Regions from separate parts of the Triticum aestivum genome. Here region 2 is linked to region 1. Evidence: chromatin contacts called from public Hi-C data. All regions are on one chromosome and are shown on one strand. The core of a region is the stretch at or near the end of the contact, and the rest is flanking DNA. Distances in the headings are between cores, read along the strand shown.

What was found. A called contact is a pair of places that touch in the nucleus more often than the background predicts.
Region 2: a Hi-C map of leaf shows a contact between it and region 1, with 5 times the contacts expected there. The contact joins the promoter of LOC123070788 here to the promoter of LOC123070787 in region 1. A contact is called at or near these places in 1 of 5 Hi-C or Micro-C datasets (leaf) and 1 of 1 datasets of contacts at active chromatin or transcription factors (leaf).

The regions. Positions count from the first base shown.
Region 1 is chr3B:540,893,262-540,899,127 of IWGSC CS RefSeq v2.1, reverse strand. It overlaps LOC123070787 (coiled-coil domain-containing protein 25), which reads left to right and starts at 2,953. Exons shown (of 6, transcript XM_044494124.1): 1 at 2,953-3,257; 2 at 4,059-4,186; 3 at 4,656-4,759. The coding sequence starts at 3,145.
Region 2 is chr3B:541,085,811-541,091,676 of IWGSC CS RefSeq v2.1, reverse strand. It overlaps LOC123070788 (ras-related protein Rab7), which reads left to right and starts at 3,405. Exons shown (of 7, transcript XM_044494125.1): 1 at 3,405-3,696; 2 at 3,794-3,820; 3 at 3,944-4,043; 4 at 5,274-5,420; 5 at 5,499-5,579; 6 at 5,660-5,805. The coding sequence starts at 3,644.

The DNA.
Region 1 (5,866 bases), core at 1,704-4,203:
CTGTGGCGAATTCTCGGTTAATCTCCTCCAGGCCTTTTGACTGTGCTACAATTTCTTCTTCCTCTTGCTTTTTTCCTCTCCAACATTTCCTGTCTGATTTTCTCTTCCCTTGCTAGTTCAGTCTTTTGCATCTCCAATCTATCATGCATTAGCTCATCTTCATTCCCACCAGACCCCTGCCCAACTTCACGTGTATCGTTCCTATACTTTTTTGCTCCCCTACTGTAATGTCTATCGATCTGGTTCTCATCGTCTTCTTCTGCAATAAGCACACCATCCACGTTCTACAATCTCCTCCACCTCAAAAAAGATGTAATATATGTATGGGTCTACAGTTAGTTCCACCACCTCAGGTATTTTGCTTGGGTCTTTCACTCCAACTTTCGCCCTGACAATATCAGTATCTCTGTAAGCTTGCATATCCACATCCTGGACAGTTCCCAGGAACGAGGCAATTTCCTCAAAACCATCTTTGTGTAACAAAGTATCAGGGATACCAAAAATCCTCACCCAAACTGAAGACAGCTTGAATCTAGCAGCAGAGGCAGAATTCCATTTGCTTACTTTCACAGTCACTTTTGTACCTTTCAGGCCAAACTTAGGGTATTCTATCATCTCTTGCAATCTAGCAGCTGAAGGAAATTTGGCAAGATAAGTATTATCACCGTACTCCTTGATTTTCCACTCCCCTCCCCAAGGAAACTGAGCTCCAAAGGCAACAACGAGCGCACTGCAGTTTATGCTCCCTTTCAGAATCTGCACCAATCCTACATTCTGAGCACTTTTATCAAACTTTCTCTTCTTCCCTGTTTGGGAAATCATCATTTGCAAACCATCCGCTCCACAACCAGCCATGTTTAGAACAGGGTGTGGTCTATTCAGCATTACACATCTTTCAGACAAATGATTGAATCCACAATTGATGCAGGTTAATTGTGCTTTACAGTCTCTAACCAGATGATCGGTCCCTCCACATCTAAAGCATTCCTGTCCCTTTGATTCAGCTTGTTCAGTGGGTTTGGCGTCGCTTTTTCCTGCCCGAGTACTCCCATCCGAGCCAACGCTGCTAGTTTTCTGATCTGCTTCTTTCTGCGCCAACTTTCCAGCATTCCTATCTCCCTCAAACGATCCCATATTCTGCGGCATCACTTCTCTATGTCCATTCCCTTTCTTCCTAAATTTTTCCTGCTCTGTTCTAGTACCACTCCACTGCTGCGAGCTGGGCATGAACATACCTTGGGGAGGCGGCGCCCTCGGGAACTGATACGGCACAAACTGCGGGTACGTGTTGAAGCCTGAAGATCCACCAGGGAAGCCTGACGGAGGCGCACCATTCCCCGGCGGTGGTGCGGATCCTGGCGGCGGCGCATGTGGGGCGTAGTTGGTCGGCGGGCCAAATTGGCCGCCCCGCTTCTCGCCCCATGCCCGGTCACGCCCCCTCCAGTTGGATCGCCCTTCACCGAAGCCATCCCGGCGCTCACGCCAGTCCCCTCTCCCCCCGCTCGCCATCTGTTGTGCTTCAGTGCTTGCCGCCGCTCTCTCCCGACCTGTTGCATCTTTCGGGATGCTTCCCCTAACCCTAGGCAGCCACAACCCTTGAAGTATCGACTGTATCGAGCCCAGTGGCTTGGGTTTGGCTTCCCTCGAGGCCCAGTGGGAAGAAATAGCACTAGGCCCAGTAGCTTTCGAAAAAAACTCGTCCCCCGCTTCACCTGTGACGTCATCAATGGCGGAATCTCGCTGCAGAAATCCCTGCAAAATAAAACCCGCAAGTGTTGGCGGATTAGGAATTGATGGTTCTCTGTAGCGCGCCCCTGACCTGAATGGTTGTGGACGCGGCCGTGGTGACGAGATCACCGCCCCTGGCGCCCATTGCTTGACCCGATGGCGCCATCTCACCCCCGTGATCGGAACCGGCGGCACAAAAGGCAGTCTCACCCTCACCGGAGCGCCGCGCCTCTTCTCCAGAATCGCCACCTCACCCTTCCTCAATTCCCCCTCTTCCTCATCCGATTCCTCACTCTGTCCCTCCCAAAACCTCCCCGCCATAGGAAATCCCCTCCGCGGTCCCCGCGTAGTCGATCCCTCATCGGCGTCGATCGGCAGCGGATCTCGCGCAGGGACCTCGGTGGCCGGGGAGACGAGGGCCTCTCCGCCGGTGGCGCTCGGTTGCACGCATATATGAATGAATAAATCCCGGAGAGAGGTGTTCAAACAAAAAACCTCGGAGAGAGGAGTCGCAAAAAAAAATCCAGAAAGAACAAGAATAACGTGGGCGGAGGCAGGCACACACTCCATTGGATCTGCCTCGGTTGGAAGTCCGGTCCTTGCTTCCATCCTCCACCCTGAAAAATCTTTCGGCCACATCCACGTATCCGACGAGCACCCCATCCCCGCTGGCCATACCGCGCCCGGTCCCCGGTACGCCGACGCACGGAACGAACCAACATGGGAGCGTTGAGAAGAAAAGCGGCCCGTTTCTTGGTTCGGCCGGAATCGATCGAAACAGACGTCGTTCTCGCAAAAGATACGGCGCTTTTAAGACGCCACCAATAGGCAGTTGCGTTGAGACCATTTCTTAAGTGGGGAGTTCCGGTAGGAGGAGTATATCCACCGCGACTGCTGCCAGGTCAGGCACAGATCAGAGGTAGATTCATGGCAAAGAAAATGAAAGAAATCAGCGAGGGATTTGATAGATTACCACTTTGCGAAGTCGCCCCCTGAGCCTGACTCATTGGTTAAGGAAAAAGAGATTTACCAGTTATGTATTATGTTAACTAAAGAGGGGCAGAGTGGGAGGAGCAAAAGCTGCGAGGATAAGGCCCCGCTCCCCGGTCGCATTTGTTTAATCAAATCCATCGTGTCTCCACGTGGCGACCCAACCCAACCGCCTTGGAGTAGAGAAGACCTTCAAGATTTTAGCCCCGGCCGTCGCCTTTTTATACCCGCCCATGCCGCTTCATTGCCTGGTTCGTCGCTCTGCCGTCTCCCTCCCTCCCTTCGCCCCCGCCTGCGTCTCTTCTGCCTCTTCTTTCTCGGCCCCTACCTCTTCTTAACTTGCGGTAAACTGCACATGATCGCCCGGATATACAGTAGGTGAGCTGAACTGCCAAAAAAGAGAGATAAAGGAGATCAGTACTGGCAATGGTGTTCTACTTCAAGGCGCGGCCGGACGCCGGCGATTACACCATCTACATGGGCGCCGACAAGAACGAGAACGAGGAGCTCATCAAGTACGGCCTCCCCGAGGACGTCTGGTACGAGCATTTGCCCAACTCTGCCTAGCTTCGCCTCTCTCTCCCTCCCACCCTCCCTCTCTCCGGTAGAATATAAACTCTTGTTAGGTTTGGGATATCGATCGATGGATATACTCATGGGAGTTCCTCCGTATATAAATATGTACGTGGAGTATAATAGTTAATCATCAATAGTATAGTAGTACGTTTAAACTCATGTGCGGTGAGCCAGTGAAATTCCGGAGATAGAGATCAGAGACAACGGCCGGCCTGCCGGCCAGAATGAGAGAACTCAGAGCAGGAGGAGCACAGGGAGCGCACGGATTGACGCGTGACGAGGCCATGACGAGGCTGCTAGGGACACTCCAACGCCCTCGAAGGAGTACTAAACTGTAGACTTACGGAACACGACTAGCTGCTCGATGCATGCCATCTGCATCGCCCCCGTGCTAGCTACGGCCAAAACACCCTGTATATATCTATCGTCTAGCAGGGACGAGGCTCCTCTGACGTACTGCAGGGTGCAGTTGGGCCACTGACAGGTGGGCCCGAAAGCAAGTTGGCCCACCTGTCAGTGACCCAACTGCACCCTGCAGTACGTCAGGGAAGTCGAGTCCGTCTAGCAGACCTCGCCCTCGGCTCGCGCTCCTAGCTGCAAACTACTGTACTTATTTTACTGGTTTATATTACTGAAAAATAAGCAAACCCTCGACCTTAGTGGATATCGTGCTGTAGTACAACCTAGTAGCTCGTTTATTAAGCAAAGCAACGATGATTGTACGAAATAATTAATCATTTGGCGCACCACCATCTGCACTGCAGGTTCCATGTGGACAAGGTGTCGTCGGCGCACGTCTACCTGAGGCTCAAAAAAGGCGATTCCATAGACACCATCAGCGACGGCCTGCTGGAGGATTGTGCGCAGCTCGTAAAAGCGCATTCCATTCAAGGTATGCACGGAAGAAACTCATTGTTTATGCTACTACTGAATATTGTGTTACCAATAAGCAAAGATTTTCTTATATTCAAGCAAGGTTTTCTTACTACGGAATAGTACCAAAAGGCCCCCTCGGAAATACGCTGCCCCACAAAACATTGATACATGCTCAACTATGTTTGGCATCTGAGCACGGACCCAAGAAATTAGCTCGTGGTGCGACTGTGACCGGCCGTGTCTAGTGCAAAGCTGCAGCATGCACATTGCTATCTCTTTCTGTGCCCATTACAGCAACTTTTTCTGGTGTATTATTGCCGGCCTCTCTATGCATGCCATGCATGGGCCCCTTTGCATTATCTGCCTTGGATCGATAACTGGCCTATACTGTATGTGCGAGTGATTGTGATCGTCAGAACGTGACAAGTTGGGCCGATAATGGATGCTGGCTGCATCATTCATGCATGCATGTGTTTATCGTGCAGGAAACAAGATGAACAATGTCGAGGTGGTCTACACGCCATGGTCCAATCTCAAGAAGGCGACATCCATGGATGTCGGCCAAGTTGGCTTCCACAACCATCGGATGGTAATCAATTAACCACTTCTACTCGTTTGCTAGTAGTACTACTAACGCCTCCATTTGGCAGTTATTTAACAAATTTAAGAAAAACTAGATGACACCCCGCGCGTTGCTGCGGAATTTTGTTGATCTGATGATTTGAACAATTGAAACGCCCAAGAGTTGGAATAGCTCCTGTCTTCCTAAATGCCTTGACCTTCATGATCTCTTCTGAACATAGTCAAAGGTCATACAAAATGAATAATGTCGAAATCTAAATATACACATGTAAAAAAGAATAATTCAGAAAAGTGACCCATTGCATTGTTGTACTGTAATTTATTAGTCGTGCAAACTACAAAAAAATCCAGATAATCTTAGGGGCTTAATCACATCATATACGCCATGGTTTTTAATTTCCTTTTGATTAGTACTAAAATCCACCATTGTTACGCCTGAACAATTGTACAGCCACATCTCTTGTTAATCCACATATCCTGGCATAGGTATAGTCCAATCAATCAAATTGTAAAGTCCAAAAGACCAAACTAATCAAATGTTATCCTTGTATTTTCAAACTGATGTACGTAGCTGAGGAAAATGTAGCTGGGCCAAATAGAATCGGGAATAGAGTGGAAATAATGCGTTGAAAAGAGGAGCTCACATGTGTGCCCTTGCTTGGCGTTCACGCGGAAGATGTTTGGGTAGAGGCGGCAGTGGAGGGTGGTGAGTAGAAGAAGAGGCGGACGACTACACGCGCTCACGCCTCTACTGCAACGTACAGGGCGGCCCATCAACACGGCAGCGGTGATCTATGAGCGATCTATGGCAAATAACACGAACATTGACTTATCTCTAAACACTCACACATGGAAGGCGTGACAAAAAAATAAGTATGCAAGTGCAGGGTAATCTGAAAGTAAAAGAGAATTAAATTAGGGCATGATTGGGGACGCAGGGGGGCTGTCAGAACTAACCGGGTATGGTGAGGGGAATAAAAATCGTTGCGGCTGACTGCAAGGCTCCTAATCCTCCCTTCCAGCACACCCTGTACGAGCAAGCCACGAGCGTCGAGGATGGGGCCTGGAGGCAGCATGACGGATCCACTGGAGCAGAAGCCCGAACGCATAGTTG
Region 2 (5,866 bases), core at 2,156-4,655, 190 kb before region 1:
GTGACCCCAACACACGCAATACAATGGTAAATTGTACATGTGCACTAGTTCGGCGAAGAGATGGTGATACAAGTGTAACATGGATGGTAGATATAGGTTTTTGTAATCTGGAAATATAAAAACAACTAGGTAACTAGTAACAAAAGTGAGCAAAAACGGTATTGCAATGCTTGAAAACAAGGCCTAGGTTCATACTTTTACTAGTGCAAAGTCTCTCAACAATGATAACATAATTGGATCACATAACAATCCCTCGACGTGCAACAAAGAATCACTCCAAAGTTTCTATCGGAGAACATTGGACGAAAACGTGCATCAACCCTTATGCATAGATTACCCCAGTGTCACCTTGGGAATCCACGAGTTAAGTGCCAAAACATACATCAAGTGAATCAATAGAACATCCCATTGTCACCACAGATATCCCATCGCAAGACATACATCAAGTGTTCTCAAATCCAATACTCAATCCAACATAACGAAACCTCAAAGAGCAAGACTCAATTCATCACAAGAAGGTAGAGTGGGAGAAACACCATATGATCCAACTATAGTAACAAAGCTTGAGGTACATCAAGATCATGCCAAATCAAGAACACGAGAGAGAGAGAGAGAGAGAGAGAGAGAGAGAGAGATCAAACACATAGCTACTAGTACATACCCTCAGCCCCGAGGGTGAACTACTCCCTCCTCGTCATGGAGACTGCCGGGATGATGAAGATGGCCACGGGTGATGGTCTCTCCCTCCGCCAGGGTGCCGAAACGGCCTCCCGATTGATTTTTCATGGCTACAGAGGCTTGCGGCGGCGAAACTTCCGATCTAGGGTTCTTTTCAGGGGTTTTTGTATTTATAAGAATTTTTGACGTTGAAAACAAGTCAGGGGGGTGCTCGAGGGGCCCACAAGTCAGGGGGCGCGCCCCTACCCTTGTGGTCGCCTCGGGACTCTTCTGGCCCAATTTCGGTGCTCCGTGGGCTTGTTCTGGTCCATAAAAAATCACCGTAAATTTTCAGCTCATTTGGGCTCAGTTTGATATTCTTTTTCTGTAAAATTCAAAAATAAAGAAAAAAACAGAAACTGGCACTGGGCTCTAGGTTAATAGGTTAGTCCCAAAAATAATATAAAATAGCATATTAATGCATATAAAACATCCAAAAAAGATAATATAATAGCATGGAACAATCAAAAATTATAGATACGTTGGAGACATATCATCCTCCGTTGAACTTCCAGGTCAATGGGCGCCACTACAACAAGGGATACTACCTAGCAGATGGCATCTATCTGAGATGGCCCACATTTGTGAAGACTATCTCAAACACTATGCTAGGAGGCAAGAACTCATACTTGCAGTGTTAGGAGGCTTGCAGGAAGGATGTCGAGCGAGCATTTGGTGTGCTCCAATCTCGATTTGCTGTTGTCCGGTACCCCGCTCTGACTTGGTCGAAAGATCAAATGTGGGGAGTCATGACTTGTTGTGTCATATGGCACAACATGATCATTGAGAGCGAGCAGGAAGAGCCAGTGTTCGACACTGAACCATATTACAGGCATGGTCCTCTTGCCCAAGTTGATCACCAGCTACCGGCATCATGTGCTGCCTTCCTCAATATTTGTCAGGAGATCCGAGACCCACATGTGCATCAAGAACTGCAACACGATCTGGTGGAGCACCTATGGAGGCTCAAGCGTAAGCCTAGTTTGATGTGTGATGAATTGTGAGTTTTAATTTGTGTTTAAATTATGAGTTTGCTTCGTTGAACTATTTGATTTGTATTGATTTCTGTGATGAACTATGTGATAAAAATTAGTTTATGTTGAATTTTGTGCCGAAGAACACCGAATTTGGGCCAATTTACGCCGAACTTGGGCCGATATCACCGACTGGGGGGCGAATTTTGGAGGGTCGGCTGGGAACCCGAGCCCCCACACTGAAATTACCACTGTTTGGCCCCCAAACGGTGATATTTCGACTCCCTGACTAGAGAGCATCTCAAACACGGAACGAGATCCTCTAACATCATGAAGGGATGTCAGGGAAGCTACAGTACCCTGACATCCCTTCTTCACATCCATATGATTAAGCCTAAAATGATTTGAATTAATTTGCAAATTACAAATCTATTGTATACATTTACAAAAATTACATACAAACAAAATTATGGTGCAATAAAATTAATTTTACATTTTTTTATGAACAGTAACTGCGCACAGTCTCTTTGCTACAGTGTCTGTGATATTCTTTCTTCATTTTGCACTGACATTGCACTGTAACTTCGTGACATCCTTTTATGATGTTAGAGGATCCGTAACCCTCAAACACTAGTACGTCCCTCCGAGCTCTAGTGACTCGTAACGAGCTTCAGGCTCTAGAGGAAGGGCAGGCTACCGGAGCTTCAGTAGACAAACAACGGATGTGGAATGACCTTTGGAAGCTGAATGTTTTGCCCAAGGTGCGAGTTTTCTTCTGGCGAGTGCTGCGAGGTATACTACCAGATGAATGCATTCTCATGCACCGGCATATTCGTCAACAAAATCTTTGCAAGATTTGTTTGGCTGCACAGGAGAACCTAGTACATGCACTCTTGGAGTGCTCACATGCTAGGCAGTTTTGGGAAGAGGCGCAACAACTGTTCGACTTCAAGCTGCCAAGGCTCCATCCTGTGACATGGGCCGAAGACATCATTTGCGATGATCGTCTTACTTCCAGGGACCGAGCAGTGGCCATTTCGGTCATGTGGTCCATTTGGCACTCGAGGAACAGATTGACTCATGGCGAGGATCAGCTCGATCCGGCGAGTTCAGTACGACGCACCTGGGAGGCGCTATCTCTTCTTGAGGTACCCCGACAACTTGCGTTGGTTATGCCTGGGCATGGGTGGCGACCCCCCGACCCAGGTTTTGTCACCATCAACACTGACGCGGCAATTAAAAGAGAAGATGCCAAAGGAGGAGCAGGGGGCGTAGCCCGGTCCTCTAACTCATTTCTAGGAGCATGGAGCAAACCATACCCTGGAGTTATGGATCCCTTCATCCCAGAGGCGATGGCAGTGCGCGACGGAGCTATCTACGCAAGCTTGAGGGGTTTTACACACGTCATAGTGGAGATGGACTGCTCGGAGGTCGCCAACCTCTGGACCACTCGCCATGACTCTCGTTCAGTCGTGGCTCCTATCCTGTTAGAAATTGGGGAGCTCTCTAGTAGTTTCACTTTTTTTGATATTCGGCATATTGTAAGATCGACCAACGGTCCTGCTCATATTTGTGCTAAGCAAGCTTGCATAATAGACGTGACAGAAAGCTGGATCGATAACACTCCTAGTTTCCTAATCAGTAGCCTTTTGGCAGACTGCTCGGCCAATGCCTTTAAGCAATAAAGCTCTCACTACTTCCCCAAAAAAAAAACACTAGTACGTCCCGGAAAGCTTCCAGTCAAACGGGAGCAGATGCTACGCGTCCCATCCCTGTGGTCTGTCCTGTTGCCAAACGCACCCTTGTTCCCCGCCTGCGACGGCAAGGCAGCAAACGCGATTACGCAAGCTTAGGTTTCGTCTCTCCCTCCTCTGTCCCCTCCCCACCTCGTGCCCCACCCTACCTCCGGCGCGCGACGAGCGCGAGCAAGAGCCCTTGGTAGATAGATCCCGATGGCCTCGCGACGCCGCACGCTCCTCAAGGTCATCATCCTCGGCGACAGCGGGTTGGTGGATTCGGATCTCCCGTCCTCCTTTTAGGCGTTTGCCTTTTCCAGTCTTCACTCTGCTGACTGACTTTTCTGCTGATTCACCGCGATCCAGGGTCGGGAAGACGTCCTTGATGAACCAGTATCCTGCAATTTGAGTCGCCGTGACTGATCGCTTCGGATTACTTGTCCCCCCTTTTTGTCGAGGTCGTGTAGTGTTGGATTTTGTTTTGTTTGTGTTTTCCTGAGCTTTGATGCAATTCAGATATGTGAACAAGAAGTTCAGTAACCAGTACAAGGCCACCATCGGCGCGGATTTCCTCACGAAGGAGGTGCAATACGAGGACAGGCTCTTCACTCTGCAGGTACTGTACCTTCTTTTAGCAATTATGTGGTCCTGTAACGACGCTTGGAGCAAGTCATTCTTTTTGGACAACGTACTCTTGCAATTGCATCGAGTATCTTTATCTTTGATTTATGAATCTCTAGATGCATTTTGTTCATTCACCTTTTGTTATGCTGGAGTGCTTATTCACTTATTATGGGTAAGGTGTGCTGGAGTGTTGTATTCCTGGAAAAGACACGGCACACTTTGGTCATTTTCTATAGTGTTTCAGAAGATCATTCAGCTTTTTCCACGTAGCATGTCTTGTAATATTTTTACTTTGAAGAAGTGCCCCACTTTACTCTTATCTGGGGTAAATTGATATCAAAATATGTTGCTGAAGTGTAATCATTGCACTCATAGAAATCCAGGGGGGAGGGGGGGGGGGATTGTGATTTTGCAGCCATGAATAGAAAATGTATTTGCTAATGCAGAATCGCCTATGATGCTTAAAAAAGAGTCAGTACAGTGAAAGATTGCCTAATACTGCAAATTATCCATCCAAGTGTCAAGTCGGTACTCTAATTTTGGTTCTTACCATCGGAATCATAAAGCATTTTCTGTAACTGGCATTACGTTAGTTACCAGTAAACATAGTTTGCATAGACAATCTTTAACTATATAAGCATGTAGTATTACCATAGACCCTCTTCCCTTTTCCTCTTAACACTGTACATTTGACTTGTTGGGAGCTGGGGTGTCTCTGCTTTATCACAGAAGGAAGAGCTACAAAATGGAAAATCAAATATGCAACCAATAATGTCAGTTTCCGGTTGTTTGATTCAGAAAATTCTTCAACGCCTAGTATCAGCATAGTGACCCATATGCCAGTTTCCATCACAAAAGAAATATGCAACCCAGTGACCCATATGCCCATAGTTTCCATCACAAAAAAAGGTGCAGTATGGATAATTAAATATGTGACCCATATGCCAATTTTCATTTTTATGAATAAGAAGATAATGCAGTGTCCATTCTGTTAGAAGTTCACAACAGTAAGATCTGATGGACATGGAATTATCATTGGCAACGTGTAGCCCTTCTTTCTCTCATTCAAATACATGTGTCGCTTTTCTTAAAGTTGGTAGTTGTTGAAACTCTAATTAAGTACATTTATATGGTTCTTAATAATTATATGATTTTTAGTTTGGATATGCTTACCTCTTCTGCTGCTTTAAAAATGATGATAATTTACATTCTCTCTCTGTAGATATGGGATACTGCTGGACAGGAAAGGTTTCAGAGTCTTGGTGTTGCATTCTACCGTGGAGCAGACTGTTGCGTTCTAGTTTATGATGTCAATTCAATGAAATCATTTGATAATCTGAACAACTGGCGCGAAGAATTTCTGATCCAGGTGAAGCTTTTTTGTTGCTTATAAATAGCAACACAGTATGATTGGATTTCTGTCTCACCTACAAATCCAACTTTTCAGGCTAGTCCGTCTGATCCTGATAACTTCCCTTTTGTTCTGCTGGGAAACAAAGTTGATATTGATGGTGGCAACAGCCGCGTGGTAACTAGCATGACTAATTTTCTTCTCAAAATTATTTTCAAGCCATGCTCTGCTAACGGACTTGTCTACTACCATCTTAGGTCTCTGAGAAGAAGGCAAAGGCTTGGTGCGCCTCAAAAGGCAACATCCCATACTTTGAGACATCTGCGAAAGAAGGAACAAATGTAGAAGACGCTTTTCAGTGCATTGTAAAGGATGCTCTGAAGAATGAACCAGAAGAAGAATTGTAAGCGTGTTCTCTTGCTTGTTCAGTACTTGAGTATCTGTTTCAGTACTAGAGGATTTGG